7 separate regions of the Mus musculus genome follow, and regions 1, 2, 3, 4, 5 and 6 are each linked to region 7. Evidence: chromatin contacts called from public Micro-C and promoter capture Hi-C data. All regions are on one chromosome and are shown on one strand. Each heading gives the region's core, a stretch centred on a gene start, on an enhancer-like site or on the middle of the called end of the contact. The rest is flanking DNA. Distances are from core to core; before and after follow the strand shown. Region 1 holds the start of Ccdc134 (coiled-coil domain containing 134). Region 2 holds the start of Scube1 (signal peptide, CUB domain, EGF-like 1). Region 3 holds the start of Srebf2 (sterol regulatory element binding factor 2). Region 4 holds the start of Ttll12 (tubulin tyrosine ligase-like family, member 12). Region 5 holds the start of Tspo (translocator protein). Region 6 holds the start of Csdc2 (cold shock domain containing C2, RNA binding). Region 7 holds the start of Tbrg3 (transforming growth factor beta regulated gene 3).

Region 1 (4,025 bases), core at 668-3,167, 770 kb after region 7:
ACTGAGGCTAAAGCTCTAGGTTAGAGTCCTGACTACATCTGCCTTGTTCCTGGGCAAGCACTCCAGTTCTCTAAGCCAGGGAAGGTCTTATAGCTTAATATAGCTTCCTATAAAATCGGGCATAGGAGGTCCCCTTCCTGATGCAGAGCGACAGGTCTGAACAATGTACTATGTCTGGAGAACGGGGCTGACTGGGCATTAAGGTTCTTTTCAAATCCCTGTCCTAGCCTTCTAAGAGGGTATCAGCCAAGGAGTCTCAGGCAGTGAGAAGGTATGTAAGGCTTGTATGGCTTCCCTCCTCCTCCAACTTCTTCTGACATCAGAAAGAAGGGACACAGCATGAGAAGGGAAGCAGGGAAGACTTGGAGACTGTACCCATTCACCCGGGAACTACATGTGCAGCATCTGTCCCTAATTCCAACAACAGCCCAACCATTACTGCTCAAGCAATGTTCCACGCAGTTCTAGAGCTGAGAACACATACCCAGGAAGTATGGCAAACCAAACTCCCTGAACTTGTACCTTATCGCTTGAATGGGTACGAGACAATCAACCAACATACAAGCATAAAAGGATTCGGTTGGTGAAGTTCGAACCAGGGCCCGAGTCTGATCCCCAGTATCATGAGTAAGCTGGGTGCAACGCATGCTTGTGCTCCTAGATCTGAGGAGTTGGGGACTCAACTATTCCTGGAGCTTGCTGGCCAGCTAGTCCAGCTGAATCTAGGAGCTCCAGGTTCAGTAAAAGGTCCTGTCTCAACGAATAGGGAAGAGAACAATTAAAGATACCTGGTATTGATCTCTGTCCTCTGCATACACATACTGAGGTGTACATGGAACACACACACACACACACACACAGTTGGCTCTGTTTTTTTTTTTTTTTTTAAGGATAAGAAGAATTTGGTCAAGTGAAACATTAATATGTGGGGGCTGGGAGTAGTGGCTCATAACTTTAATCCCACCACTTGGGAGGTTGAGGCTGGAGAATGTCCTTAAGTTTGAGAGTAATCTAGGCCTTGTCTAAAATTCCAAAATGGATAGACTAGGGTGGAAAATGACAGTCAACAGAGGCCTCATACTCAGATGAAAGATACCCTGTTTTACTAATGTGGAAACTGGGGGACAAAAAAAAAAAAGTTACTATTCAGAGTCTTACAGCTGTTCCTAGGCTGAGCCAGGAGTCTTACTCTCAGTTCAGTGCACTGTGTCTTGTCTCTAAATAAGCACAGGGCATCTCATATCAAAGCTGGCCACACCCCCACCCAGAATTTGAGATGCTCTGGGAGAGATCCTTAGGAGAACCCCTGCCCCCACGGAGCCGGGACAGCAGAAATCTACAGAACAAAGATTATCCAGGACCGTCCACCTTCCGTCTCATGTTCCAGAACCCAAGCGAACTTGAACCAGGCCACAGCAAAACTTAGGGAAACAAATTTACCAGACAACCTAGGATAACTCAAGCAGGACAAACGTGGGAAAGCAAAGTAGCGGACCGCGGGGGACAGGTCTGGTTTTCATGACTGATACTCTACTCTTCGGCCTCTAAATCTCGCTTCTGTCCCAAGCGTCCCCAGCGCTCTTTCAGACTCGGCAAGCGACTCCGAACTCGTCTTGTAGAGCCTGTGGTAGTGGCCGGGCGGGGGTTTTGGTTCCGCGCCTTGGAGCTTCGGAGGGGCAAGCGAGCCTTTCTAGGTGTCCGAGTCCCGAACCCGTACGCAGTGCGGGGGGCTCCGCACTCCCCTCCCAAGAAGCCTACAGTACAGTCCGGCACCCCCACCACTACCTACCCCGGCCGGCGGTGCAGGGAGAAGGGAGCAGCCCCTTGGCGAGCAGCCGGAAGCACCCAACTCTGGCAAGGCGCGGAACTCTACAGCAACCGGCCAGCAGTGCTAGGAGACCGACAAGCGGCCGGCCCACCTACTGCGCTGCTCCTGACCAATGAGACCGGGCCGCGAACGCCGCGCTCCGCTGACCTCACTTCCGGCCCCGCCCCGCTGTGCTCTGGCGCGTGTCGCTGCAGCTGTCAGCCACGGCGTGGTCCTGGGAGAAGCCGTCGCCCGGCACGCTGATGATCTCGGTTCTGGTGGAGTTGGAGGAAGTTAAGCTACGATGGGGCCCTTACCCTGCTGAAAGCGCGTCAGCAAACCGCGGCCCGAAACCCTTGCTGCCCGGCGCTTTTAGCGTAGTGCCTGATGTCTCATCTGAGTCTATTTTAAACCTCAGCTCGCAAGATCCAAAGAACTTTTTAAGGAACCAGCATAACCTATGGTAGTGCGGAGCACGGGCAACCCCGACTTGTCCATCCAGTTCACTGATTTCTAAACCAGAGTTCTTCCTCTGTTCGTAGACATTCTGTTTTGCTCCGGGGTAGGGATTGAGGGTGTCAGGACAGCTAGATCCGGGGAAGACCGGCGGAGTGGCCAGTTAGGACGCAAAGCCCAGGCTGGGCTGATATACAAACAGGTGCGGGCAGAGTTTTCTGCCAGTAGCCGGCGATGGTAGACGTTAAATGACCATTGCCCACGTGAGTATAGAAAAGGCTTGAGCCAGAGAGGCTGAAGTGGGTTTGATTTTATTCCCCCCTGAGATTTGTACCTCTTCCCATGTCCACTTGAGGTGAAGTGCTTCTCCAAAGTCCAACCACAAGGCTTGGGGCCCTTGATGTTGGGGCCTTCCCAGCTCAGGGGTTCTTCATGTTCTCTATGTACAACTATGAAGCACTTTGCACATGCTCAGGCCCCAACCCTTGGTTTTCTGAGACAGGGTTTCTCTGTATAGCCCTGGCTGTCCTGGAACTCACTCTGTAGACCAGGCTGGCCTTGAACTCAGAAATCCGCCTGCCTCTGCCTCCCAAGTTCTGGGATTAAAGGCGTGTGCCACTACTGCCTGGTGCACATGCTCCTTAAATGCTCTCACTCTCCAGTCTGTCTCCATCATTTGCGGAAACAAGCCAGTGTCCAGCTGTGTAGCTGAGGAACAAGTTCCAGGAAGATGAGCTCAGAGTGAAAGTGCACACAGGAATGTTAATGCATTATTTTATTTCCCAATTCCATTTCCACTGTGGTGTAAAATAGCTCCAGAGAGAGGCTTGATATTGTTTTCCCCCTCAACCATTATGCCCGGAATTTGTCTGCAGGTCTCATTGTTTTCTGTTTCTGGGCCTTTATGTCCTGAGGCTCAGCCTCTGATGTGAGCCTGGGAAACAGACACACCTCCGAGGCAGCTGGCGTGAATCATGAGAGGAGAATAAAAGAGAAACAGAGCTGAAGGGGGAGGGGAGGGATATCACAGAACCCCAGAAGGGTAGCAATGGTCAGAGAAGAGTATGAATACTTCTAATATTGGTGGCACGGACTCCAAAACTGGGACCAGCAGTTGGCATATAACAGAGAACTGTTCCATGAAAAGAGAAGATAGCCAGGGGAGTAGCCAGTAGGGCTAAGAAGTTCTCCTCTGGGGCCGGAGAGATGGCTCAGCAGTTAAGAGCACTGACTGCTCTTCCAAAAGTCCTGAGTTCAAATCCCACAACCACATGGTGGCTCACAACCATTCGTAATGAGATCTGATGCCCTCTTCTGGTGCATCTGAAGACAGCTACAGTGTACTTAGATAATAAATAAATCTTGAGGCTGGAGCAAGCCAGGCCCACCAGAGTGGGCAACCTTCATTCCCAGCCACCACATGATGGCTCACAACCATCAATACAGCTACAGTGTACTCATGTACATAAAAATAATAAAATCTTTTTAAAAAGGAAGTTCTTGGGCTGGAGAGATGGCTCAGTGGTTAAGAGCACTGACAGCTCTTCCAGAGGTCCTGAGTTCAAATCCCACAGCCACATGGTGGCTCACAACCATCCATAATGAGATCTGACACCCTCTTCTGGGGTGTCTGAAGACAGCTACAGTATACTTACATATAATAAATAATAAATAAATAAATAAACTAGGATTGAAAAAAAAAGGAAGTTCTCCTACACACACACACACACACACACCAGCACTATAATATTCTCAGCTTCCT
Region 2 (4,203 bases), core at 1,011-3,510, 830 kb before region 7:
GTTCATTCATGCACAGAATCACATGATAATTGCCTTAGCTCCCTTTGGGAACTGTGGCCACAGAGAAGGCCCCCAGGGTTGCATTTTTGGATGGTGACAGAGAGAAAGCTGAGGGATGTGAAAGTGGGGACTTCCATTTTCTGAGCCTGAAGGGGGTCTTGCACCAAGCTTATGGGGCAGGGACTGGGGTACAGACAGGAGGAAACAAAGGCTGTCCGGGTGGCAACGTGACATTGGGTTCAGGGTGCAAAAGGCAAGCTGTGTGCCAGGCTACCGTGCCTGTGGTTGGTCTAGAGAGGACCTCAGAGGAGGGTGTGGGTGCCGATTGACATGCAGAATGCACACAGGTGGCTCGGATGTGAGGTAGCCCAGTCTGTTCCCCAAACCAGTGGCTTCCACTTTCTCAGCTCAATATGCAAAGGTGCCAAGACATCCTTAGTCCTGACATTAGAGTGATGATCCCATGTAACCAACCCACCCCAGAACAATCTAGAGCCTTCTGCTCTAGGAAATAAAGCATCTTTCTCCACCCCCTCCTTCTTCCAAGGAGATAAACCTTCTCCTTGGTCAGGAACTTAGAGACTCAGCTCCCCTCCCCCAGCCCTCCTTCCCCCCCACCCTGCACAGCCCTTTGGTTCTGCCACATGAGCCATGGTCTCCTAGATGAGACCCTCGTTTCTTTTGCACGCTTAAAGAGTGTTAGTTCATCAGCAAACCTGACCTTCAAGTCACTGAAGATAAAGGTTACTGCAGATAAAATTTCCATATTAGCAAAAGAGTCCCCGGGGACTCACGGGAATCCCAAGCCTCCATCCCCCCTGAATATGAGTGGGGATGAGAGCCCCTGAGGAAGAGACATGAAAAACATTGTGCTAAGAAGTCAGAGTTCCTCTCCCAAACTCCCTCACTCCCCCCCCCCCACACACACACAACACATCTCACAAATCGATTGGTTGCACAGGCGAAGAAAAAAATCTCAAAGCCCTACAGCTGAGAGAAGACAAAATAAGGCGTGGTAACAAGGTCCCCCAAATTAAACTACATGGCCAGGAGCAACCAGGGAAAGAAAATGCATGCAGTGGCCAGGGTAGGAGCCTATGGGGACACAGTAGAGGCCAGAGTTCCACGTTTTCCTCCTTGATTCCATCTGCATAACGTGGAAATGGATCCCTTGCCTTAGTCTCCAAACCATTGCCCTAAGCCCACGGGAAGTCTGGCTAGCAGCAGGAGCCGAGACACATGACTTTAACCTTCTGGGGCCTTGGAGGTGGCTGCAAAAGTGTGTGCTGGGGGCAGGGAGGAAGAAAGAGCCAGCGTGGATGGGAACCGCTGGGCGCAACACTGCACAGGCAGAGTGGACAAAAAGCTAAAACTCTAGTCTTTGAATCTGGAGAGCAGGAGAAAACAGGAGCTCTTATTGGTGGTTGTCAAGGAGATGGGCCTTGGGGTTTGCTGAACTTCTTCAGTGTCCTGCCTCCCTCCGGAGCTGAGAGAGGCCATTGAGTGCCCGCCAGGCCTCAAGGCCGAGGGGTCAGGTGTAGACCCCGAGCTGGGGGAGGATCTGGGCTAGGGAGACCGCGACGCCACGGTTCTCCCGCCTCGCTGGGCCTGTCACCCGAGGATCTGGGCTTCGCAGAGCAACAAGAGCCTGGGTAGAGAGAGGTCACTCAATCCGGCCTGGTCGCGCGTCCATTCACTGGGAGAACGGTTCTAGGCGCGACACGCGCCTGTCCAAGACAAACACTCCTATAACCATTGTCCTTCGGGGCAGTACTGAAAAGTTCCTTTGATTTTGTACGCAAATTCTGAAGCTATCGTCCAGAGCTTTCACTGCTGACTAGTGTGTGGCTGTCCCCAGCGGCACTTGGCATCCAGTAGCGGCTCAATAAATTCCTATGTATTGGCTGCGTGCTCTTAGCATCTTCTTCACCATCCCTGGGTGCCTCTGGGCCTTTCTTCACCTCTACTCCCCCAACAGAGTGTGTGCATATCTGAAGGGAAACAGACACCCTGGACCTCGGGGATCAGCACACAAAGAGGGACTGGGGAAGAGCAGCCTGCGGCCCAGTCCAGGCCCCGGGTGACACCCTGTACCGCGACCCCAGCTCTCTCGGCTCCCACCCCCCACCTGCCGCCGGCCCCGGGAGAGGAGGCGGGCCCAGACGCCCGCAGGCCACGCCACCCGACGCCCACTGGACGGCCTCCCGCGGAGCTCCGCCCCCCACGGCCGCGGGCCAATGAGCGCGCGGCTGTCAGCTTGTCCTGCGCGCCGGCTATGTGGCTGGGAGCCGGAGCGGTAGCGGAGCTCGCTGCAGACAGGAGCGCTCGCGGAGCGGTCGCTCCGAGCGTCCCGTGCCCCGCACGCCAGCACCCGGCGCGGCCCGCAGCGAGCATGGGCGCGGCGGCCGTGCGCTGGCACTTGTACCTACTGCTCGCTCTGGGAGCGCGCGGGCGGCTGGTGGGGGGCAGCGGGCTGCCAGGTAAGCGCGAGGACCCAGGGGGATGAGGGCGCGCGGGGTCCTACAGGCTGCCACCCCGCGCCGTCGGAGGCCGCCCAGCGCCGGATCCTGCCTCCTTGCAAAGTAACTTCTGCGATCGCCCGGGGCGCCCGGGGCCGGCGGGGGCGGGGTGGACTGAGGCCCCGGGAGGGGAAGCGGGAGGCCAGAGGAAGAAAGGAAGCGCGACGGCCGCCTGCGGGGCCCGGCATGCGTACGGAGACGGGCGGGGACCCCCGAACCGAGAGCGGCGCTCCCCCGGGGCCAAGGACTGGGCAGCTGCCGCGTAGGAGATACCCGGAGGTGGTCAGAAAGGACGCGCTGAGACTGGAGGGAAGGTGGGAAGATAGAGGGACAGACGGACAGGAGCCGAGGCGTAGTGGGAACAGACAAAAGGGCCCAGGAAGAAGCCCTCAGAAAGACAGCCGCGGGAGGGAAGAGGGGAGAGGAGGCAAGGGAGGGGAGCGAGGAGGCAGTGGACAGCGGAATGGAGAAAGGCAGATCAAAGGACAGAGAGGAGGAGACAGATGGACACCAGACAGAGAGACGGGAGGACTCGGAGGGGCGTCGCCGAGGGAGGGGGCCGAGTGAGAGAGGAAGGATGGAGATGTCTGGGAAGAGATGGACAGATGGACTGTCAGACAGGAGGGGGAGAAAAGACGGACAGACGTAGGGAAGGAGGTGGATGAGAACACGAATAACAGAACAGACATCAGAGAGAGGGGGCCGGAGGCACAGGCACAGCCTTTGGTCCAGGCAGAAGGAACTGCTAGGTGGGGGTGTCCCTCCGTGATCTGAGTTTCCCGGAAGGGGCTTCCGGGCAAAGCTGCACACCGAGTCTCTCTTTTCACATTCTTCCTTGTTCTCCTTGGAGAGGGCGAGGAGGTTCCTGCCTGTCTTGCTCTCCGGAGAGTCCCACAGAGATCCAGTGCTAGGGAGTTTATGCTAGTCCATGCTACTCCATTGGCGCTGAGTTTTCTTCCATGCGCCCATTCCAGAAGCTGGGTCCTGTTGAGGATACTAGACAGTCCGTGGGCATTTCTCCCAGGTGTTGGGGGTCCTCACTTTTGTGGGACTATCCTGTGTACCTCTCCCTTCCTCTCTGTCCCTCCTAGTGTCTATCCTCTTCTGCCTTTCCTTACCCTCTGTGGAAGTCTGGTGACTCTGGAGCCCTAACAGCTGAATAAGAAAACCAGAGTTGAAGTGAGCAGCCTATATCTGAGGGTTGCACAGGGATCTGCAGTCTGGCTCAGCCAGGCTACCTTGCTTCCAGGCCAAGTTTATAGTTTGAAAGGCAGACAGCCCCAGCCACCCCTTCCCAAGTTCTGTGTTCCATCCTATGTAGGTGCGAGATAGAAGGGACCCCAGAACCCCAGGAAACTTCCTGACCCTCACTCTCATTCCCTGACCATTAGGAAGTGGAAAGATGAGCCGCTCTTAGAGGTGTCCCATATGGTCTGGCCATCTCTGGCATCCTACCCTTGAAGTAGTGGGTCCCTCAGTGACCAGCTCTCCAGAGAGCCCCTCCCTCTGGCCTCCCTACTGGCCTTGGCTTGTGCTCTCTGGTTTACTATACTGCTTGGTTCTTGCCTCCTGCCTCTGAGCAACTGCAGAGGTGGACCACACACTTGAGCAGAGGTTGCTAGCCTCAGGAGGGATGCTACATGTGTGTACATGTGTGTATCTGCCTTTTGCATGTGTTTTCATG
Region 3 (4,169 bases), core at 59-2,558, 750 kb after region 7:
ATCACATCTGCCTGCAAGGTTCTAGATTCTAGGTGTAGTAACATTCCATAAACTGAGTCACTGCCTAGGAGTTCTGGACTCTCTAAAGTAAGTGACCTTAAACGACACCTCCGGCAAAACTGAGCGATACCCAATTCAGCGGGATTGAATAAATGAACTAACGCAAAGTATTTGGGACTGAGAACTTCAGAAGAGCCCTGACTACTGAGAATGACTTAATTACTAGCCTATTTTTCTTAAAGGTGGAGTGGAAAGAAACTAATAGTGGCTCAGAAACAGAAAGAACTGGGCTTTGTTAACCAGCATGATGACCGCGGGCAAGTCTGGGACCCTCTCCAAACCTTCCTTCCCGTGGCTGAAAAGTGAGAGAATTTTAAGAGAGGTTCCCTGGGCTCCTACCAGTTCTTCCACTTCGCTGTTAAGGCCGCCGAAACAAAGGCCACCAGCTCCCTAGTCTGTACCCGAGGGGCCACAACTCAAAATTCTTGCTGCTCAACTCCCTTTGCAGTGCGACAGCAGGAGCGCCCGGGTCTCCATCCAAGGCCGCCGCACTCTGCGGTCTCTGTCCACTCCATCAGTAACTTGCTTTTTGCAGCTGTTGCCCAAAGTTTTCCAGAGCGCCCGCAGACCCGGCTGTCAGTCAATCCCGAAAAGAGCGGGGGCGTGGGGGAGCCGAGCCCGGGAGCGCAGTCCGGGAAATCCCGAAGCCGCTCCAGTGGCCAGGCAGGGAGTGACAGGTGCGACGCGGGACGCCGGCGAAGACCGGACAAACCAGAGCGCGTGTGGGCGCGCGAGGGAGGCAGCCGCCTCGCTTTCTCCTCTGGCGGCACTCGCGACGCCCCCAGCCCCGCTTCGGGCCCCGCGGCGCCCACGACTCCTCAGCCACCGGGAGCCCTGCGTCACGACCCGGGCTCAGACTCTGGAGCCAGAAGAACTGGGAACCTCCCGGGCAGCCCGGCCCCCGCGGGTTCCTTCCCGCGCACGCCGGGGCGATCGCGGGGTGGGCGCACGCGCACCCGCGAGCGCCGCCGTAACCCCTTCCTCCCCGCGCGCCCCCCGCACTCCCACCCAGCCGCCGCCACTCACCGTCGATGTCCCCGAGAGTCAGCTCATCGCCCAGCTCCGTGAGGGTCTCCATGGTCTCCAGAACGCCCAGCTCGCTGCTCTCATCCATCGCCCAGCTTGGCGCAGAGTCCCCCGTGAGGTCCAGCTCAGGGAGACGCGGAGGCGGTACCGCCGCCACCGCCCATGACACCCGACAGCCCCCACCTGGTACCGCCTCACCGCCCCGTGCCAACCGCCGCCATGTTTGAGCTGCGCCCCGACTCCACGGAAGGGGCGGGGCAGAATTCCCCCGCCCCGGGCCGCGCCCACTGCAGCCCCGCCCCGAGCCTCCGCACCCCCAAGTTTGTTGTCAATGGGACCAGGCTTGCATTAGCCAATCGGCGCGCGAAGCGGCTCATGGGGTGATGGTGCGTCATCGATCAGCAGCTCAGATTTGCATAGCGGGACTCCGCCCCTCACGGCATCCAAGCGCCAGCGGAGAGTAGCCGCCGGGTCCTCGTCCCAGCCTTCTTCTGGCTTAAAGGAGCCGCTACTTTTCCGTTGGATCAGCTCCAGGAGCAACTTTGTCGAGAGCCCGGAAATAGAAGGGTTAACGCACCGCTGTCCGGCGCTACCTTCTACCACCGCCCCCTTTACTCTAGGAGCACATTACGTCATCTCCCCAGTTGCCTCTTCCCTCCCCCTAGCTCTGGGTAGAATCATAGTACCCTAACATTCTGGGATAGGCTATCCAGACCCTAAGTCACACTTATCCCATCCGAGACTTAACAGGGTCTTGAGATCACCTGAGTATTGTGAACATTTTACAACTGGCCCTCAATTTTGGGAAACCTCGATCATTCTAAGGCCTTCAGACAAGGTCATTTGTTCAATGGTCTCTCCAGGTGAGGCCCCACTCCTGCAGTCACCTCACTGCATCATCTTACAGGTAGTCGGTCACACTGCACACAAAGGTGCACGCTTCCAAGAACTTATCCGAAGAAACAAAAAGATTAGTGTTCCGAGGAATGCTATTAAGTACATGTATTCAAAGACATTCATCACAAAGTTCTCTAACGGGAAAACAGTAACACAGTAAGGCATCAGGTACATAAATTACCTCCAAACAGTAGAATATCAGGGCATCGTTAAAAAAAAGAAATGCTGGAATGGACATCTGAGAAAGGACCTAAGTGTATACTGAGAGGAAGAAGGTTTTCATGGCATACATAGGAAGAGCTTCTTGTGAGTCTGAGGCAGTTGTTCTTAGGGGGTCAGAGCTGAAGGCTCTGTGGGGAGACCTGCATATCCAATAAGCCACTTCCTGCTCCTGGGCTGGCTAAGCAACTGTTTGCTGATAAGCCTGGTTTGTCATCTTTAAAACAGCACAAGACCACAGTTGTCATTGTCACATTTATTTGATTTCCGTGGCAAGCAAACAGCTCTTAACTTCTGGGATGAAGTGTTCCAGCAGGCTCTGAGGGGGAAAGGGTCTCCAGTGAAGGTATTGCAGCTCTGAGAGGGAAAAAGATCCTGGCAATCAGGCGCCTGGGAATACCCACAAAGTCACATCACAACAAGTCTCACAGGAGAGATTTACTGGGAGAGGCGCCTCTGCTGGGGGACAAGAAATAGCAAAGAACTGAGCAAGAGACAGGGTTTCTAGGTGGGGTTGGGGAAGCTGTCCAGAGTGGCCTGAATTTTTTTTGTGTGTGTGAAACCTTGCCTCAAAAAAACAAAACAAAATCAAATCACTAAACAACAAAAACAAAACAAAACACACACACACACACACACAAGACAGACTAGCCAAGGAAAAGTAAAGATAAGATGAGACTAACAAGGGGCTGGATATCACGACTCTGGCCTGGGGCCAGCAAGATGGTTCAGTGCGGTGCTTTTGGCTAAGCCTGCTGACCTGAAATCAACCCCTGGGACTCACATAGGTGGAGAGACCTGATTCTCAGAAGTTCTCTGACCTTCATGTGTGTGCTTAGCAACTGGCCTGGGAAAGGACAAAAGGAGGCTCATTAGAAATGGTAAGGTGGGTGGGGGGAGGTGCTAGAGAGATGGCTCAGTTGGTTAAGCACTGACTGCTCTTCTAGAGGTCCTGAGTTCAATTCCCACCAACCACATGGTGGCTCACAACCATCTGTAACAGGATCTGATGCCCTCTTCTGGTGTGTCTGAAGACAGCTACAGTGTACTCATATAAATAAAATAAGTATATCTTTAAAAAAAAAAGAAATTGTAACAGGATGGCCACCACACTGGTCCCACACCTCAGCAAAAAAGACATCTCCCTCCAGCTTTGTCCACATAACTGAATGTCCCTTCAGCTGGCACCTAGCTCCCACTGGGATGACAGCTTGTCACACTGTACAAGCTACTCCTCAGGAGCTAGGTTGTTATTCGAAGAGACTGTGCTAAGTGACTGTTACATCCAGATACCTACCATGGATTGGTACATCGTAGAAATATTTCTCATTGACTTCCTCTGAGAGCTTTGCCTTCAGGCGTCCTCCACCATCTTTCAGATGTTACTGCCTCTAGGAGGCTCTCCAGTTGGACTAATCAAGAGTTTAGCTGGAACGAGCTGAAACAGACATAATGATGGCTGCCGGTTGGTAGTAGGGCAGATGCTAAAATCTAGAGAGTTTGATTGTCCAAGAAGAAATGCCCAGAAAAGGGAAGCTAGGTCAAAATACCTATTCATCTAAAGAAGAGAAGAAAAAGTCTAAAAGAGAGGATAAACCCCATGAGGCTCACCCTTAGAAGTCCTCGACATATCTCTGGAGGGCAGAGGAGAATGGAGGACTGCCAACCTGAGAGACATCTAGTAATGGTTAGAGACATTTTTAGCTGTCCTAGCTGGGGGACTGCTCCTGGCATCTAACAGGTGGGGACCAGGGATACTTATTAAATATCCTACACCACTCTGGATAGCCTCCTCACACAACAGCTCAGAGGTCCAAAATGTCATCAGCGCCACTTTTAAGAAGCCTTCCCTGCCTTAAGAGGTAACTAGGGGTTTCCCAGATTCCCCACAGTGCCACAGACTGGACTTGGAAGTTTAGGAGACTGGAACATCCTAGACTACACTATCGCAGATGCCATCGTGAGCA
Region 4 (3,796 bases), core at 106-2,605, 700 kb before region 7:
TCTGTGTTGCTGGCTGGAAGCTGCTTGGCGAACTTCCCAAAATCACCCAGCCCCGTCCTCACAGTTTCTCTCTCTTATGCAAGGATATTCAAACCATCACATACATCTATTGAAAAAAATTTTAAACTACCCTCTATCTCATCTCCATCTAGCAAATTATATGATGAAATGATCCATGCAGTCATTGATTGATTGTTGAGGGCTTGTGGGTATATGAGTCCATGCATACAGGGAGGGAGTGTGCCATGTGCAAGTGGAGGCTAAAAGAAGATATTGGGTATCCTCATCTGCCTTTCTCTGCTTAATTTCTTGAGACAGAGTCTTTCTCTGAATTTAGGGCTCTCTTTTCCTCGATAGACAGGAAGCAAGAAAGCGGCTGGAGGTGGTAACTTATGCCTTTAATCCCAACACTTGGGAGGCAGAGGCAAGCTGATCTCTGCACTTGTGGAATAACCCTTTTGATGGCACACCAAGTTATCACAACCTTTGAATTCAACAAGGCATTCCAAGGACTGAGAAGGCTCCTCCAATCCCTAGAAAGATCTGTCCACCTTTGAGATATAACTAGGATCCCCACACGCTGGTGTCTCCCAATGCTTGACAGGTGGAGGGAGGAAGGGTTCAAGGCCAGCCTTCGAAACAAAGTGAGTTTCTTGGTCAGATTAGTCTGAGCTGAATGTGACCCTGTGGCAATATGATGATGATAACCAAGCCCTAGCAAATGGCTCAGTGGTAAAGCATTTGCCATGCAATCTTAATGACTTGCGTTTGATAAAAATGGAAAGAGAACAGACTCTACAATGTTTTGTTCTTTGCTTTCCACAAGTGCGCTGTGACACACACACAAACACACACACACACACACACACCAAAACAAAATAAAACAAAACAAGTCTGGGAAAATGGCTTAGTAGTTAACTGCTCTTGCAGATGACCCGGTTTGGATCCCAGCACCCCATGTGTAATTCCAGTTCCAAGGGACCTGACGCAGTCTCCTAACCTTCATGAGCCATATATGCACTTACATACACACTCATACACGTAAAATAAAAGCACTCACACACGTAAAATAAAAAAATAAAAATTTTAAACTAAAATTAAAAAAAAAATTCAGGCGAAACAAGATTGCAACCAGCGCAAGGGGGAGCACCTTCTGCCTCTTCCCGACCCCCTCCCCATCTCAGCTTCACCGGCTCCTTGAGGACAATCTCTCCTGATTCTGACTCTCTGGGGCTTCTAAGCAGCGTTCCCAGAATCCCTCGCGGCAGTCCTGGGATGAATGGAGAAGACACGCCCCCAGCGCGCGTGCGCACTCTTGGAACCTCGCAACCCAGGACGCAGGCGCGTGCGCGCCGTCCGCTTAAATCCTGCGGTGGGCGGCGCCGTGCTCTTCCGAGCACTATGGAGATCCAGTCCGGGCCGCAGCCTGGCAGTCCCGGCCGCGCCGAGAGGCTGAACGCGCGGCTGCTGGACGAGTTCGTGTCGCTGCACGGCCCTACGCTGCGCGCCTCGGGAGTCCCAGAGCGACTATGGGGCCGCCTTCTGCACAAGCTGGAGCACGAGGTACGAGATGGCACGGGCTGCGGGCAGGCTATGCGGTCGAGTGGGGAGCACAGCTCAGCAGCTCTGAAGGGGAGCCACTTATAAGTTCAGGAGCAGGATGTACCTGGGAGTCAGAAGGGTACAGGCCGAGAGATGCGCCTGTGCCGCCATCCTGCAGGGTTATGGGCCCGCCGAGGATGCGCAGGGACCTGCAAACCGGCATGCGCTTGGCTCGCAGCATCCCAACGCCTCGGTTGATATATTAAGAGTAGAACTCGCGACTCCACTTACGGATGAGGAAACTGAGGCTCCGGCGGATGCAGGAGCTCCTGTTAGATTCAAGCTACACCGGCATCATTTCAGTCAGCTCTGTGCAGCTCTGCTTAGTCCGTAGAACTCTGTGGAGTTGTTTCCCACGGCGTGAGTAGCAGGTCTCCCTTTGTACACTAAAGAGAATGGAGGCCCTGAGACATGGAGACGACGCTAAGAGAGGGTTTAGAAGGTCTCCCCCATCTTTTGAGAGAATGGCTCCATCCTTCACCTGAGCTAGGCTTCCACGGGGTGCCCGGCTTCTTCCGTCGGAGAACAGGGTTTGGGTGATGAAGACAGCAGCTGCTAGGCTGGGCGGAGGGTCTTTTGCGAAGCAAGAGCTTGGTTTTTCACAGGACACCACCTCCTATCTGAGACCCACTAAGCCTTCAGGTGACTGGGAGAGTCCAAAAGCTAGGATTCCCCGGTGCCTCTCAATGGGGTAGGCTTACCCTCTTTGATCTAGTTCCACACTGTGTATGGGCCAGATATTTCCTGGTTAAGCCTATACGTAGGGCTGTACTGCAGCTCACTATAGCATGCTGGCGGTTGGGAGGCGCCTCAATCCTTAGCCCTGTGGGACAGTAAAAGAGGAGGAGCCAGCCTTGTGCTAGTGTTACATTGTTGATGGTCCTGGGCAATACCGTGAGGTTATAACTGGCCGTCAGCCCCAGGGCAAGCAGCTGTAGTGACCGGTTTGGTAGGTGGAGTATTAAGTGATTTCTCTACTTCAGTCTGATTATCAGATATTACTACATCATTGGTCGAGGCTCATCTGTCAGTGGCACCTCCTTACAGAGGGTTACTTACTCCCTGTCACTAAGTTCTCTGCTCACGTGGTGTTGGGCCCTCCTCCGCACTGCTACTTTCTGCAGACTTGCCTTGATCTCAGGCCAGTGCTGAGGTAGAACTGGACCCCCATTTATTAGTGACGATAAGAGGGTACCCAAGATGCTGCAAGGGCTGGGCTTCTTTGTTTGTTTGTTTGTTTGTTTGTTTTTGGAATGCCCTGGGACCCCACTCAGGGGCACTCTCCCTGGTCAGGTGACTCCCCACCTAAGCTGTCTGATTTGGAAAGCAGGCATGGAGAAACACCAGCACCTGGCTCCCTGAGGGGGTGCAGAAGATAATGACAGGCCACTGCACTCCACCAGTGTCCTGTCCCTTCTCACTTGGGCTGCTGTGGCCTAGTCAGGGATACCCATTTTTTTTTTTTCCCCAGGCCCTCCTGAGCCATTCCAGACAAAGCTGAGTCACCACAGTGAGACCTGCCACAAGGCCCAGAGGGAATGCTCAGCAGGACTGCATCCCTGCCTGTAGAGAGCCACCCTCCCCCACCAAGCAGGCAATCAGCTCTGGTTCCTTACCTCAGAGGGCTCCACAGAAAAGACTGGGGGTGTTTTCACACTCCCTCCCACTTTCAGGAACATCCACTGGGGTCACCTCCCTAGGGGTTTACAGCTTGACAGGTGGGGGTTGGTCCCTCCATGCCAAAGCAGAGGAACAACCAAGCCAGGCTTCAGGTTGGGCCTGCTTGTCCCCCAGAAGACCTGGGGTGAAAGGCTGGGGGTGTGGAAGACCTGAGGCCTCCCCTCACTCAGGGATCAAGAAAGAACTTGGCTGAGACTCTGCACTCCTTCTACCTAAGTAAGAGCTTTCCCCAGAGCACCAGCTTTCCCTTATCTTCTGTTTGGCCTGCCGGCCTCCACCCTGGAGTGTGGTAAACTCCCTGCTCCCCACACACATTTTTTTTTTTCATAGAATTATCAAGTGTGTGTGCGCGTGAGTTTATGCATTTGTGGAGATCAGAGGACAACTTTCAGGAGTTGGTTCTCTCATTCCACCTTGGGAAACCTGTGACCAAACTTAGGTCATCAAGCTTGGTCCCAGGGCCGTTGCCTTTACCCCATGAGCCTCTCACCATGCCACCCTCCCCTGTGCCTTT
Region 5 (4,091 bases), core at 196-2,695, 670 kb before region 7:
ATGTCCTGAGTTCAAATCCCAGCAACCATACAGTGGCTCACAACCATCTGTAATGAGATCGGATGCCCTCTTCTGGTGTTTGAAGACAGCTACAGTGTACTTACATATAATAAATAAATAAATCTTTAAAAAAAAAAGAAGGAAAGAAAGGAAAGAAAGAAAGAAAGAAAGAAAGAAACTGATGGGGAAACTGTAGAACATTCCAGGTTGGTATCTCTACATCCACAATGACACTCGGCCACTCTCGGTCACCTTCCCTTGGGATACAATGCCCTGGGCAAGGATCAGGTCCACAGGCTGTCTCTCTTCTCAGTGTCTGATGGACACAGGCCAACAGCATCGCCCTCTCCATACTTAGCACCATCACTCCATAGAGCTTCGGGCCCCACCTCTTAGTAGGACAGCCAGAAAGGATGCCTGAGCCCTCCTTCTCCTAGGCTGCTATCTGTGAAGCTAGGTCAGAGCCAATGGGCCTGGGGTACCTGTTGCCCTGGGGCTTCCCTAGAGACTATGACCCAGAAACAGAAGGGAGCCGGCCACGCCCTCTTCCGTCCACTGCGTGAAGCTCCTCCCATCCTTGAGCTTTCCTTCCAGCAAAGCCGTTTCTGTCCCGAGGAATTTTAGGACTTTTTGTTTTTAACGAACTTGCAAATCCTCCTTATACCTTTTGCCAGCTTTTCTCATTCTGAAAGTAATCATCGCGCCAGCAACAGGTCAGTTAGGACCGGCAGGAACTGGTCACCATGAGGTCTGGGGTGTGGGGAAATGGCGTGGCGGAGTGGCAACTTTATCAAACAAAACTGGCTTTCAAGGCGCCGCTTGCACAACCCCCTAACAAGGGGAACACAAACAGAAGCCGAAAACTCCGATCAGAGAAAAGCTTAAAAAGCAAGCCTGCTGTCTGTCGGCCTCACCCCTCAGGTACCTACCACTATCAAGAGTTTCTAGACGCTGGCGGGTCTCAGCCCTGAGACGGCCAGGCACACACACGCAGTACCCAAGTTCACAAATCACTACGCAGGAGAAGCGTCCACACCACACATGCAGGCTTTGATCTCAAAGCAGGCTTAGGCAGCTGCCGCTCAAATCCTGGCTCCTGGGCTTTGCATAGTCTCGGTTTCCCACGGATCCCAGAACTCCTCTGCAGGGGAAGCAGGATTCCCAGCAGCCAGAGGCTATCTCCTCTTCCCGCCCAGCTGCCTCCAGCTGCAGCAGCCAACTCCTGCCTCACCGAGGTAGGCACAGGACATTGGCCGCTGTCCCCAAAGGCCAAACACCCTCAGCCTCAGCAGCACATCCTCGGGAGGAGTCCCTCCCGCTTGGACCTGGCCTCAGTTTCCCTTTTGGCTCCCCGCCGTCAGGGTCTCACGTACCCACAGCCCCGCTCACGCAGTCGCTGGTTGTTCCGTGAAGGACACTGCGCACAGAGGTTGGTAGCCGCTGACCCCGCCTCGCCCCGCCCCGCCCTGCGCCGCACCCGGAGGCACCCTGCCTTCCCAGGCCCGCCCTCAACCAGGCACCCCTCTTTTTTTCTCTCCTCATCGTGGGCCTGGACACAGAGGGGAGAGATGCATCGCAGACAGGCAGACAACGAATGCCACAGAGGTGGCACATGTTTGTATTTCACACCGAGACAGGAGGATGACAGTGAGCTCGCAGTCAGTCTGAGCTGCGTATTATATTCCCCCCCCCCCCCCCACTGTGCCTGGCTGAATTCTACCTATCATCTTATCCGTATTTTGTGTTTTTTGTTTGTTTGTTTATTTGTTTGTTTGTTTTAATGAGGGACTTGGGATATAGTTCCATTGTGGAGTACTTTCTGTGCACGCAAAGGCCCCTGAGTTTCAATCCCCAGCACTGCCCAAAATAAAGGAAAACAAAACTAACCGCTTTCTGCCTCTTGTGTTAGTAAGGCCCTAGGCGCTATGCCTGGCCACACCCACTTGCTGGCAGCCCTCAACCTCTTCCTGTGAGTCAATTAGAGTAGGCTGGCTGGGCAAGGAGCCCCACCAATCTGCCTGTTTCAACCTCCTGGGCCCTGGGATTATAACTGTGTACTACTATACCCAGGGTTTTAACACAGGTTCTGGAAATGAAACTCAGATCCTGGTGTCTGCAAGGTAAAGGTGAGCATGCGACCCACTAAGGTATCGTCCCAGTCCCGGGCTTCCTGTTCTTAACCAGCAGCACAGCAGCCGAAGGCGGTCTGATTGAGACATCTCTCAGCACACCTCTGCAGCCTTGCCAATCCCTGCGGCAACGGCTCTACATGCCTTGTACGTGCCTACAGCTTTTCAGTCTCTCTGCGCCCCTCTGGCGTACCCTTGTCTGCCTCCTGGATAGGTTTCACGTCCTATTGTGTATTTGCAAAGGATTGACTGTCACCGGGAAGGGGGAGAGGGAGCTGGGGGAGGGGATCTATGGTGGAAATTTAGTCCCCGTTGTGAAGAATCAAGAGGTGAAACCAAGTGGGACCAGGTGGACCTTGAGGTGACTATGTCCCAAGGATTCACGGTGTGGCCCCTATCCATTCACGATTCATTCAGGAATAGATCCATCGGTTATCCTGAGTGTAGGTCTGGTATCAAAGCCAGCCAGTGCAGGTTCTCGGATAGGGCCCCTCTTGTCAGATGAAGCCCTACATCCCTTGGATTCTGTAGAGAGTCTCCACCAGCAAGGAGGCTCTTGTGAGATGCAGCTTCTGACCTTGAACTTTACAACCCTGAGGACGGTAACTTGTACTCTATATAAATGGCCCAGTATGTCATTCAGTGATAGAAACAGAAAACTAACTGAAGCATCTTCCCTCTCAGTGGCTCATTTTGTCTAGGTTGGCTAGTCCTCCTAGAGCTCTTGCCAGAGTCCCTCTGTCCTTCAGATCCTTGGAAGTGGGTTGTGGTCCAGCGGCCTCATGCTGTGTGTTATGACATCAGTATGCAACTGTATACATCTCTGGCGCACTCGACTGTTGTTGCTACTACCTTCTTGCTACAGCCTGTGGATGTAAATTTGGGCTGCAAAGATTTGAAATTTTACAAGCACAGCCTCCTATGTGAGTTTAAACTTAGTCCACTGAGCCAGCAATCAAAGGACCTGACCTTTTTATTTTTTGTTTTACACGTGTGGGTATCTTACCACATATATGTATGCGTACCATGTCTGTGCCTGGTGCCCACAGAGGTCAGAAGAGGGCCTTGGACATCCTAGAACTAAAGTTAAGAGATGGTTGTGAGAGCTGGGCGTGGTGGCGCACACCTTTAATCCCAGCACTTGGGAGGCAGAGGTAGGTGAATTTCTGAGTTCGACATCACCCTGGTCTACAGAGTGAGTTCCAGGACAGCCAGGGCTACACAGAGAAACCCTGTCTCAAAACAAACAAACAAACAAACAAACAAACAAACAAACAAACAGATGGTTGTAAGAATTGAACCCAGCTCCTCTGGAAGAGCAGCTAGTACTCCTAACTGCTGAGCCATTTCTCCAGCTCCCATTTTTGTTTAATCTTTATTTTTGGAGTCTCCTGTATAATCCAGGCTGGCTTTGAACCCATGATCCTGACTTCTCAAGTGCTGGGGATACAGACATGCACCATCATGCCTGGCTTCCACAGCCCTGACAGTGTGGAAGGCCTCATTGTTACTTTTCAGACCTGAATTTTTTTTTTTTTTTAACAGTTTCTCGTCTTTCGTTTCCTCACTTCTCTTTCTGGAATGCCTGTCACTCAAGGCCCTGGACTTCCCGTGTTGCTCTTCTCGCTCTCTGTTCTTGCTTAGTTCTTCTGTTTCCCTTCTTTAGTCCTCCCCCTCCCCCCAGTGGTTTCTTCTGGACTCCACTGAGGGTTTCAATTCTGCCCAGCCGTTTGCTGTCAATCACTGCCCATTTTTATCTCAGAACCCCACTGTCCTACCTCCTGAAGAGATCAGTGATATTCTTTTAATTACCTTTTTGTAACATTCATTTATTTTGTACATGAGGTCAGTGGAGAGCTTGCCAGATGTGGTTTTCTCCTCCCATCATGTAGGTTCCAAGGACCAAATTCAGGGTTTCTGGCTTAGTAGCAAGCACCCTTACCCACAGAGCCGTCTTACTGG
Region 6 (3,997 bases), core at 55-2,554, 960 kb after region 7:
AGAGCTCCCCCCAACCCCCACTCCCACCCTCCATCCCCACCTCCTCACTCCCATCCTTCCCAGGGAAAGGCCCTGACTGGATGGCATCTAAGCGAGCCAGTGCCAGGCTGTCGGAGAAGAGGGTGCCCACCTCCTACCAGGCACACTTCCTTCTCCCCTCCCCCAGCCCCAGCGGATGCAGCAGTTCACACTCTGGATTTATTATTGTTCTCAGTCCCGCTCTCCCTCCTCCCTGGGAAGCGCCTGCAGCCTGGCAGCCTGGCAGCCTGGCAGGAACCTGCTGTCTCCTTGTGGGTGCCAGCATGGTCCCTTATCTCCATTCAGTCTCCTTGTGCCAGGGTCAGACCACTTAGGGGCTTGATGCCAGCCAAGGCCAACCTGAGTCCTTGCATCCTACAGCAAGCAAGGGGTGTCCAGCAGCTGGTCTATCACCCCCTGTCCTACAGTGGGTTGCACCTAAGCAGAGGAGGAGGTCAGAGCTAGCCCAGCATGCGGGGGAGAGCAAAGACCCAGTGGGGTGGCATAAAGGCAAAAATAACACAGAGCCATCCCTCCAGCCAGTTGACACAATTATCTCTGCCACACTAGGGAAAAATAGAGTGAGGGAAGACAGCTGCTCTGGGTCCCTCTGCCTGCCCCAGGCGGTTCCTCCCCTCTGCTCTGGCCTCAAAACAGATTCCAGGGACAAAATCCAGCGGTGCTCCGGACTGGCCTTTTAGGGTCTGGAAGGAGTCCCGGCTTTCCCTCACCTAGTTCCCAGACCGGAGGCTGCGGCTTGGCAGGTAGCTGCTGTTACCTGCATCTCAACCCAGACGCGAGTCCCAGACACAGACATTCACACACATTCAGATGCGCGGGAGCCACTCCGCCTCAGCTCTTCTGGAGGGTCAAGGAGAGAGAAGGGAAGGGCGGTGGGCTCTACATCTCCCCCCGCATCCTCTAAGCAGAGCTGGGCTGGCTGATGTAGCGCTGCGACCTTTCCAACCTCAATCCACACATCCTTTCTTGGTACCATCAGCCCTCGGCCCCTGCCTCTGCCACAGTTTCCATCACCGGCTTCCTTCAGGTCCCTTACCTCGCCGTGGCAGCTGGGTCCAGGCACTGTCTCCTGTAGTGGGCAGCACCCGATCTCTCTGGACTGTGGAGCTGGCTCGCAGGGGTCACGTCTGGATAATGCACTCTCCGTGGCGTGTGTGTGTGTGTGTGTGTGTGTGTGTGTGTGTGGTGTGCAGGAGGCACCTCGGGCCCCTCACTCACTCACTCACTCACTCACACACGCCCTCCTGCTGACGTCAGGATGTGCTGGAGGGAGGGACTGGGATGGGAATTTGTACTCCTAGCTTAAAGGGACACTAAGCCATCTCTTCTCTGGCCCAGACACCACCTTGTGAGCCAGGCCAAGTGCTGGGTGAGTGGCTAAGCTGCGTCACTTTGAGCGTTACTGCTTCTTGTTTTGGAAAGTGGCTTTTATTGCTGGGCCAAGGTATAATTTGCTCTACCAGGTCAGGGTAGCTGCTGGGGAGTAAGAGGCAGGAAGAGCTAGAGACAGTGTGCATTCTTGGTGAGCGGGGTGCCAGGGAGTGTTTATGGTCAACGGGAGGGCCTGCAGGGTGGGAGGATGTATTCTGGAGAAAGGAGGCCAGAGAACAGAGGAGACCCTCTGGGAACAAGCCAGGTTCCTAGGGACTCCCAGACATTCCATTCCCTCTGCAGTCTGCAGCTGTGCTGAGCTCTGTCCCCTCAGATCATCTGAGATCTCCATTTGAAGAATGTGCTCAAATCTCTTTGGCACACATTAGGTCTTTGGGAGGGGCTGTGGAATCCAGGGGAAGAGAACTATAAAAGAATAATGAGTGTCTTTCTGTGTATGTTTCTTTCTTACACACACACACACACACACACACACACACACACACACACTCGCACACACATATACAGGGGGCAGTGGTGTCTGTGTGTCTGTGTGTCTGTGTGTACTTGTGGTTTAGGAGGCTTTTAGAAGTAAGGACTGACTCAGCAGATTCAGTCCAAGCAGTTTAGGTCTCTTCAGACAGTAAGACCTCAGCACACTCCCGCCCCCCAAAAAGCCGGGCAGTGGTGACACATGCCTTTAATCCCAGCACTAGGAGGCAGAGGCAGGCAGATTTCTGAGTTCGAGGCCAGCCTGGTCTACAGAGTGAGTTCCAGGACAGCCAGGGCTACACAGAGAAACCCTGTCTCGGAAAAACAAAAACAAAACAAAACAAAAAAGACCTCAGGCAAATCCCTAGGACCCCAGTGCTCCCCAAGAGGACAGTGCTCCCCAAGAGGACAGTGCTCCCCAAGAGGACAGTGCTCCCCAAGAGGACAGGTAAGGCTCAACCGTCTATGAGCTCAGGGCCAGGCTCCAGGAAACCTCTTCAAAGGGCTTCTCTGCCACCCCCCTGTCCCTCCTCAACCTCATCTTAGAGAGACATCTTCCCCAGGTGTCACTTTAGTACTACTGAGTCATGAGGAGGTGCCCTTTGTGCTGGCACAGACCTATAGGTCCCAGCCCTCAAGAGGATGAAACAAATAGATTTCAAGTTTGAGTCTACCTGGCTACCTAGAGAGGCAGTGTCTCAACAAACAAACAAACAAACAAACAGGAAAACAGACATGACAGGAGCTGGAGAGATGACTCAATGATTAAGAGCACTGGCTGCTCTTCCAGAGGGCCCAGGTTCAATTCCTAGCACCCACATGGCGACCCCCCAACTGTCTGTAACTCCAGTTCCAGGGAATCTAGCACTCTCACACAGATATAAATTCAGGCAACACACCAGTGAAACATGAAATAAATATAAGTAGGCAATTTTCAACAATTAGAAAGAAAATTAGACATGATGGGGGTAGACCTGTGATCCCAGCACCGAAGAGGCCAAAGATTGCTGTGAATTTGAGGTCAGCCTAGACTCTATGAGAAGACCCCAGTGTCCTAAAAACAAAACAAATCAAACAAACCAGTGCGCAGTAGTTACGCTGCTTTTCTGGGGAGCCTGCATGGGTCCCAGCTCCCACGTATGGCAAGTCCTAACTGCCTGCCACTCCAGCTCGAGAGGGTTCCAACTCACCTGCACATATGTGGCACGTTCTCACACAGACACACAGACATGATACACATAAACAAAAATCATTAAAAAAAAAAACAAAACTTGGAAAGACATCCACTGGAATGAAGGTAAAGGTATAGAGAAGAACGGTAAAACAAGTAAGGGAAAAACCCTAATGAGAATAGTTCAGATGGAACTCAATCTGTAGACCAGGCTGGCCTCGAACTCACAGAGATCTGCCTGCTTCTGTCTTCTGAGTGGTGGGAATGAAGGTTTGTGCTGCCACCACCTGGTGCTTTGACCATTTTTATGCATGTGACAGATCCGCTCATTTGTGTAGACCTTACTGTACTAGAGAGGAGAGGGAGGACACCAGGAAGAAGGATTTGCCTGTGTTAGTGACCTGGTTATAGGGCGTTGGGATCCAACACCACACATACCCACAAGCCCAGAAATGTTGTTGCTGTGGGTTTTTGTTTGTTTGTTTGTTTTATTTTTTAGACAGGGACACACTAGAGAGCCTTGGTTGGCCTGGAACTCATTCTGTAGACTTGGCTGGTCTTGAACTCACAGATGTGCCTGCCTCTGCCTCCAGAGTCCTGAGATTAGGGATATGCACTGTCACATATGGCCCTTCCTAGAACTTTTTGGGTCAATTATGCTCACTCTTGGCTTCTGACAGTACAGGAGACAGTACAGGGCTGCCATCTGTGTCCACAGAGACCCAGAGTGCTGCCTTTATTCTAGTTCTGTTCTGAGCACCACACTGAGGAGCCTTCCTCTCTCTTTCGCTTCCCCATTTTCCTCTTTGTCTTGTTCTCTTTTAAAAACAAGTGAATGTCAGCTTCCTTTGAGACAAGGTCTGCCTGTTGTAGCCCAGATGGGCCTCAACCTTGTGACCATCCTGCTTCAGCCTCTTAAGAGCT
Region 7 (4,149 bases), core at 1,588-4,087:
TCTCCACCACATCCTCCTGATAGGGTCCCTAGAACCAGGATCCCTAGCTGTGCCTGGAATCACCAGACCCTCTGTGGGTGGCCTGAGGCTAGGGAGAGTGAAGTACTCTGGCTGGATAGAATGAAAGGTGAAAGGGTAAAAGCCAGGCCACAGGGATCTGTAGATCCCAAATATATGAAATCTGGTCCCCAGACCAACCACAACTGACTCCTGTCAGCATCTCACCTTACACCCAAAGCATGTTTGGATTCCAGTTTCCTCTCAAGTTGGGTTGCTTTAGAGGGGAAGCCACAGACTCCCCAACATCTAGGCTGGATGCAGGCTTAGTTTAGAATCAGTAGTTTTAGGGACACATAATTCAAACCTTCTCCTTCCTCTTGCATCTGTGAGGTCCAAAGTGGAGAGGTCTCTGAGTGTGCCAAAAGCAGGGTATAAATAGTCCAACCTCACCCTCTCCTTATTAGCTTCATTTTGCATAGCAGAGGGGTGGGCACACAGTAGGTACTGCCATCTAAGGCAGCAGTTCCAACCTAGGCGTCGGGACAGCTTTGGTAGTGAATGACCCTTTCACAGGAGAGGCTGTCAGAAAACAGAGATTACTATTCATAACAGTAGCAAAATTACAGTTATGAAGTAGCATTGACATAGTTTATGGTTAGGGTCACCACAATATGAACTATATTAATGGGTCAAAGCATTAGGAAGGTTGAGAACCACTGATCTATGAGACGGTGGTTGTACATGAGATTTTTCTTGAGGAAAAAGAAATTTAGCCCTTTGCTCTGTGAAGATATCTGAGGAACAAGGGAAGGCTGGCTAGGGCCTGAGGCATGGCCCTGGAAATCTCTTACTTCAGTTCTGGGCCTACCATCCAGGAGTGCAGAACCTCAGCACCACTGCAGACTACTGGTGTGGAAGTCTATTTTACACGTGAGGTAGGTTGGCTTCTTTGCTTTTAGAACGGAGGAAACTGAGTGTCAGAGACTGTTGTTCATCCAGGAACACCCAGTAGGCACCATGGGCAGAGAGTGCATCCGCACACACCAGGCCATGTTACCCACCTGGGCCCGGCGGACGTTAAGAAAGCGGGAGCCACCCTGGTGGCAGCTCAAGTAACTATACAAATTGCCACGGGCTTCAAGGGCTGCCAAAGGCGCGACTTCGGATTTGGAGGCTCTGGGAGAACTCCAGAAATCCCAGTAGAAGGTTCTGTGCCACTAACTCCCCAGAAAGTTGCTCTGGGGCACCCCACAAGGTAGCCTTAAGCGGAGGGCTGGAGGTAGCACTGGGCGCGTGGTCCCGGACCGCAGAGTAGGGGGTCTCCTTGCTGCGCCTCTCGACGCTGCCACACGCGGGTGGGCAGCGCGCCACCCCGCCCCCGGCCCCGCCCCCTGCGCCCGCCCCGCCCCGCCGCGCGCCCTCCCGCCCGCCCGCGCGCCGGGGCCCGGAGCCGCCTCATTGGCTGCGCGCCGTCACCTGACGCTCTGTTATTTCCTGTGTGTTGGGAGAATGGAGAGAAAAAACCCGGAGCCGAGCCGCCTTCGGCCCCTGCGAGGCGGCCACGGCCTCAGCCGGGGGAGCCCTCCCTGAGGCGCGCCGGAGCGGGGAGTGAGCCAGCGAGCGCGCGGGCCGGAGCGAGCCTCTAGGGGCCGCGGCCCCGGCCCGCCCCGCCGTCGGCCTGGGCGTCCGCGCTGGAGGCGGTGGAGGCACCCCCACCCCCACCCCGCGCCGCGCCGCCGCCCCCTCCCCTCCCAGCGCCGGCGGAGGCCGAGGGACGGGCCGGGGGGCTCCTGCAGGTAACCGCCGCCCGGCCTGAGGAGAAAGGGCAGCCCGAGGGGCCGGGACCGGGCCGCGCCGCTCAGGCTGGCTGCTGGGAGCACAGGTCGTGGCCCGGCCCGCCCTGCAAGTGCTGAGCCTCGGGAGTCGCGGAGCGGGCTGAGGGGACCGGCGTGGGCTGCCGAGGGGTCAACGGCCAGGACCGGCGTCAGGGCAGAGCGGCCGGAGGCTCTGGGGCTGCGGGCGGAGATACCTGGTCGTTGCGGCCTGAGGTGCTGAGGGGTCCACGTTCTTGGCAGCCCCGCGGGGACCGGCGTTGCTGGCCTCTTGGCCGGGGGCTGGGGGCGAGGCACCCGTGAAGGGCCGGGCTTGGAGCGGGCCGGGGAGGGGCCGGCTGGGGCTGGCGGAGCAGCCGCGCGAACACCTGAGGCCATGTGGATGCGGCTGCCTGTCGCCTGCCGGCGGCCCAGAGCAGGTACCCGGCGGCGGGGCGCGAGCTAGGGGCGCAGGATGCACTTCCTGTGTGGGGCGCTCTCCCCTCCCCCGCCGCGGTGAGCAGGGCAGGGCGCAGGGTCCCGCGGAGTCCACGAAGGAGCTCTTTCTCGCGGGTAGGGGATGGGAAGGCGAGGCTCTGAGTCTCTCTTCCTCATTCTCACGGAAAAGTGGTGGCTTATAGAAGAGTTTGCTATCCGGCCTGCGGCGGGAGGTGGGATGTCTTGAGTGCGCCGGGATGGGAGTGGAATTTAGTGTGTGTGTGTGTGTGTGTGTTGGGGGGGGGCAGTGGAGCTGCGGATTCCTCCACGGTTTGTGGGTGCGGACACCAGTTTTGCTTGCCTGCCTGTATTCAACTCCTTTGGGGACGAATCAGAATTAGGGGTTTCTACCCGAGCTCTGCGTTCTCCCTCCAGAGATTAGATGACTCTGGTAAATGCTATAAAAATGGATGGAATTTTTGAGCTATTATCTAACAGGCTGATCTTTGAATGATAATTGGACCCTTATGTTAACAGCCTTAGTGAAGAGTTTTATAAAAGATTTTACATGGGGTGGCATTGGCAGCTGGGGAAACGGCACTAAATTCTGATCTAGGAGGCCTGGAATGCACTTCCAGCTTGGCCACCAAATAAACTGTAGCCCTGGGCAAGTTACCTACCCTCTCATGCCTCAATTACACTTCTGTTAAAGACTCCCTTGCAGGCCAGACATTTCGAAGGTTTATTTGAGTTTGGTTTGGTGGTTCTTCCACTCCGGTTTTGTGCTCGCTCTCATTTTGATCATAGGAACTTTACTGAGAGATGTAAGATGCGCCTCACTGGCTTGAGAAGTAACTTGGTCAGGGTAGTTTGTGCTCAATTCCCAGTGCTTTTCTGTGCTTCTGAAGAGAAAACGCACACTATTAATAGCAGTCTAGCTTATGTTGAATGCACATTATTATGCTTTTTTTTTTTCCTTTGTGATAAGAGTTTTCCGAAAAAGCACTGGCTAATTGGGAAATATGGATGCGATGATTGGGTCTGTTTTTGTTGGAAGCCCTTTCCACGTGGGGAAGGGATGCTATTTCAAGATCTTTTAGGTGACTCTTACTTGGCTAACTTCAAATTCCAATTTCAGTCTTGGAGTAGGGATAAAGTAGAATTAGCTATGCGATGTAGTAGGCTTGCAGAATTAATATCCACCTCAGGATGCAGTAAATGGTTTGCATCCCCGGTTTATTCCTAGTGGTAGCAGGGTACTTCCCTGGCAGATGCTGAAGAACCCGTTAGTTTTACTGATTTTCTGGTGTGTGAGGGCCCTGGGCCATATGCTTTTGAATGGTAAGTACTCTTAGACCAACTTGGATTTTGCTCTTGTTTGTGGAAGACTTTGTTTTGTTTTGTTTTTGTTTGTTTTTTTGTTTTTGCTCAATTCCCCATAAAATATAGCTCACTATGGTTTTTTTAGATCATTTTTTAAAAAATTTTGGTCTGTATAGCCTTAATGGTCTTTAAACGTGGATGGCAAAATGGGCTCATAATGTTTATCTTGTGTATGTGTTAAAAGAAGGTTTTCTTTTATATTAGTTAAAATCATGCCTGTCACATAAGGAGACACTTAAGATTATACATATGAGTTATTTGGAATTTTTTATTAGGACTTGAATTATGACCTCATGTTTACTGTATGATTTGAAAAAGTGCCAGTTACTTGAATTAGAAGCACCTCTCACACTCAAGTATGTATTATGCTTGTTTTATGGCTTATGAAAAAATTACTATAAAGCTTTACTGTGGTAGTTTGTGAGTGTGTATGTATGTACGTATGTATATGAGAGATCTTACATAGGTAAGATAGTAGGAGAATTGCCTTTATTAAGTTTTAACTTAGAGAGGAAAG

Evidence for each region. Promoter capture Hi-C pulls out the DNA fragments that hold promoters and counts their contacts. Hi-C and Micro-C count contacts between places; a contact is called where the count stands out from the background. Capture Hi-C pulls out chosen DNA fragments and counts their contacts.
Region 1: a promoter capture Hi-C map of liver shows a contact between it and region 7, with 2.5 times the contacts expected there. The contact joins the promoter of Ccdc134 here to the promoter of Tbrg3 in region 7. A contact is called at or near these places in 1 of 484 Hi-C or Micro-C datasets (the G1E-ER4 cell line) and 1 of 9 other capture datasets (liver).
Region 2: a Micro-C map of embryonic stem cells shows a contact between it and region 7, with 3 times the contacts expected there. The contact joins the promoter of Scube1 here to the promoter of Tbrg3 in region 7. A contact is called at or near these places in 1 of 39 promoter capture datasets (hippocampal neurons) and 1 of 484 Hi-C or Micro-C datasets (embryonic stem cells).
Region 3: a promoter capture Hi-C map of liver shows a contact between it and region 7, with 6 times the contacts expected there. The contact joins the promoter of Srebf2 here to the promoter of Tbrg3 in region 7. A contact is called at or near these places in 5 of 39 promoter capture datasets (erythroid cells, hippocampal neurons, liver and 1 more) and 3 of 115 datasets of contacts at active chromatin or transcription factors (embryonic stem cells, extraembryonic endoderm stem cells and pancreatic cancer cells).
Region 4: a contact with region 7 is called in a promoter capture Hi-C map of liver. The contact joins the promoter of Ttll12 here to the promoter of Tbrg3 in region 7. A contact is called at or near these places in 1 of 39 promoter capture datasets (the C10 cell line), 3 of 115 datasets of contacts at active chromatin or transcription factors (double positive thymocytes, memory CD8 T cells and pancreatic cancer cells) and 1 of 9 other capture datasets (liver).
Region 5: a contact with region 7 is called in a promoter capture Hi-C map of pre-B cells, with 5 times the contacts expected there. The contact joins the promoter of Tspo here to the promoter of Tbrg3 in region 7. A contact is called at or near these places in 11 of 39 promoter capture datasets (the 3T3-L1 cell line, 3T3-L1-derived adipocytes, the C10 cell line and 6 more), 3 of 115 datasets of contacts at active chromatin or transcription factors (bone marrow-derived dendritic cells, fibro-adipogenic progenitors and memory CD8 T cells) and 1 of 9 other capture datasets (adipose tissue).
Region 6: a promoter capture Hi-C map of liver shows a contact between it and region 7, with 4 times the contacts expected there. The contact joins the promoter of Csdc2 here to the promoter of Tbrg3 in region 7. A contact is called at or near these places in 2 of 39 promoter capture datasets (liver and pre-B cells).

What each region holds. Positions count from the first base shown.
Region 1 is chr15:82,125,814-82,129,838 of GRCm38.p6, reverse strand. It overlaps Ccdc134 (coiled-coil domain containing 134), which reads right to left and starts at 1,917. Exons shown (of 7, transcript NM_172428.2): 1 at 1,790-1,917. It overlaps Mei1 (meiotic double-stranded break formation protein 1), which reads right to left. Exons shown (of 31, transcript NM_028897.3): 31 at 3,025-3,225. The coding sequence ends at 3,180.
Region 2 is chr15:83,723,096-83,727,298 of GRCm38.p6, reverse strand. It overlaps Scube1 (signal peptide, CUB domain, EGF-like 1), which reads left to right and starts at 2,260. Exons shown (of 22, transcript NM_022723.3): 1 at 2,260-2,480. The coding sequence starts at 2,393.
Region 3 is chr15:82,144,408-82,148,576 of GRCm38.p6, reverse strand. It overlaps Srebf2 (sterol regulatory element binding factor 2), which reads right to left and starts at 1,308. Exons shown (of 19, transcript NM_033218.1): 1 at 1,087-1,308. The coding sequence starts at 1,174.
Region 4 is chr15:83,592,716-83,596,511 of GRCm38.p6, reverse strand. Ttll12 (tubulin tyrosine ligase-like family, member 12) reads left to right here and starts at 1,355. Exons shown (of 14, transcript NM_183017.2): 1 at 1,355-1,563. The coding sequence starts at 1,402. Gm52182 (a long non-coding RNA gene) reads right to left here. Exons shown (of 2, transcript XR_003951515.1): 1 at 3,219-3,796; 2 at 1,066-2,175.
Region 5 is chr15:83,560,927-83,565,017 of GRCm38.p6, reverse strand. It overlaps Tspo (translocator protein), which reads right to left and starts at 1,445. Exons shown (of 4, transcript NM_009775.4): 1 at 1,374-1,445.
Region 6 is chr15:81,934,066-81,938,062 of GRCm38.p6, reverse strand. Csdc2 (cold shock domain containing C2, RNA binding) reads right to left here and starts at 1,304. Exons shown (of 4, transcript NM_145473.3): 1 at 1,076-1,304.
Region 7 is chr15:82,897,149-82,901,297 of GRCm38.p6, reverse strand. It overlaps Tbrg3 (transforming growth factor beta regulated gene 3), which reads left to right and starts at 2,837. Exons shown (of 1, transcript NR_027799.1): 1 at 2,837-4,149. The region is part of intron 1 of Tcf20 (transcription factor 20); the gene reads left to right. It overlaps Gm20324 (predicted gene, 20324), which reads right to left and starts at 2,218. Exons shown (of 4, transcript NR_045068.1): 1 at 2,030-2,218; 2 at 226-579.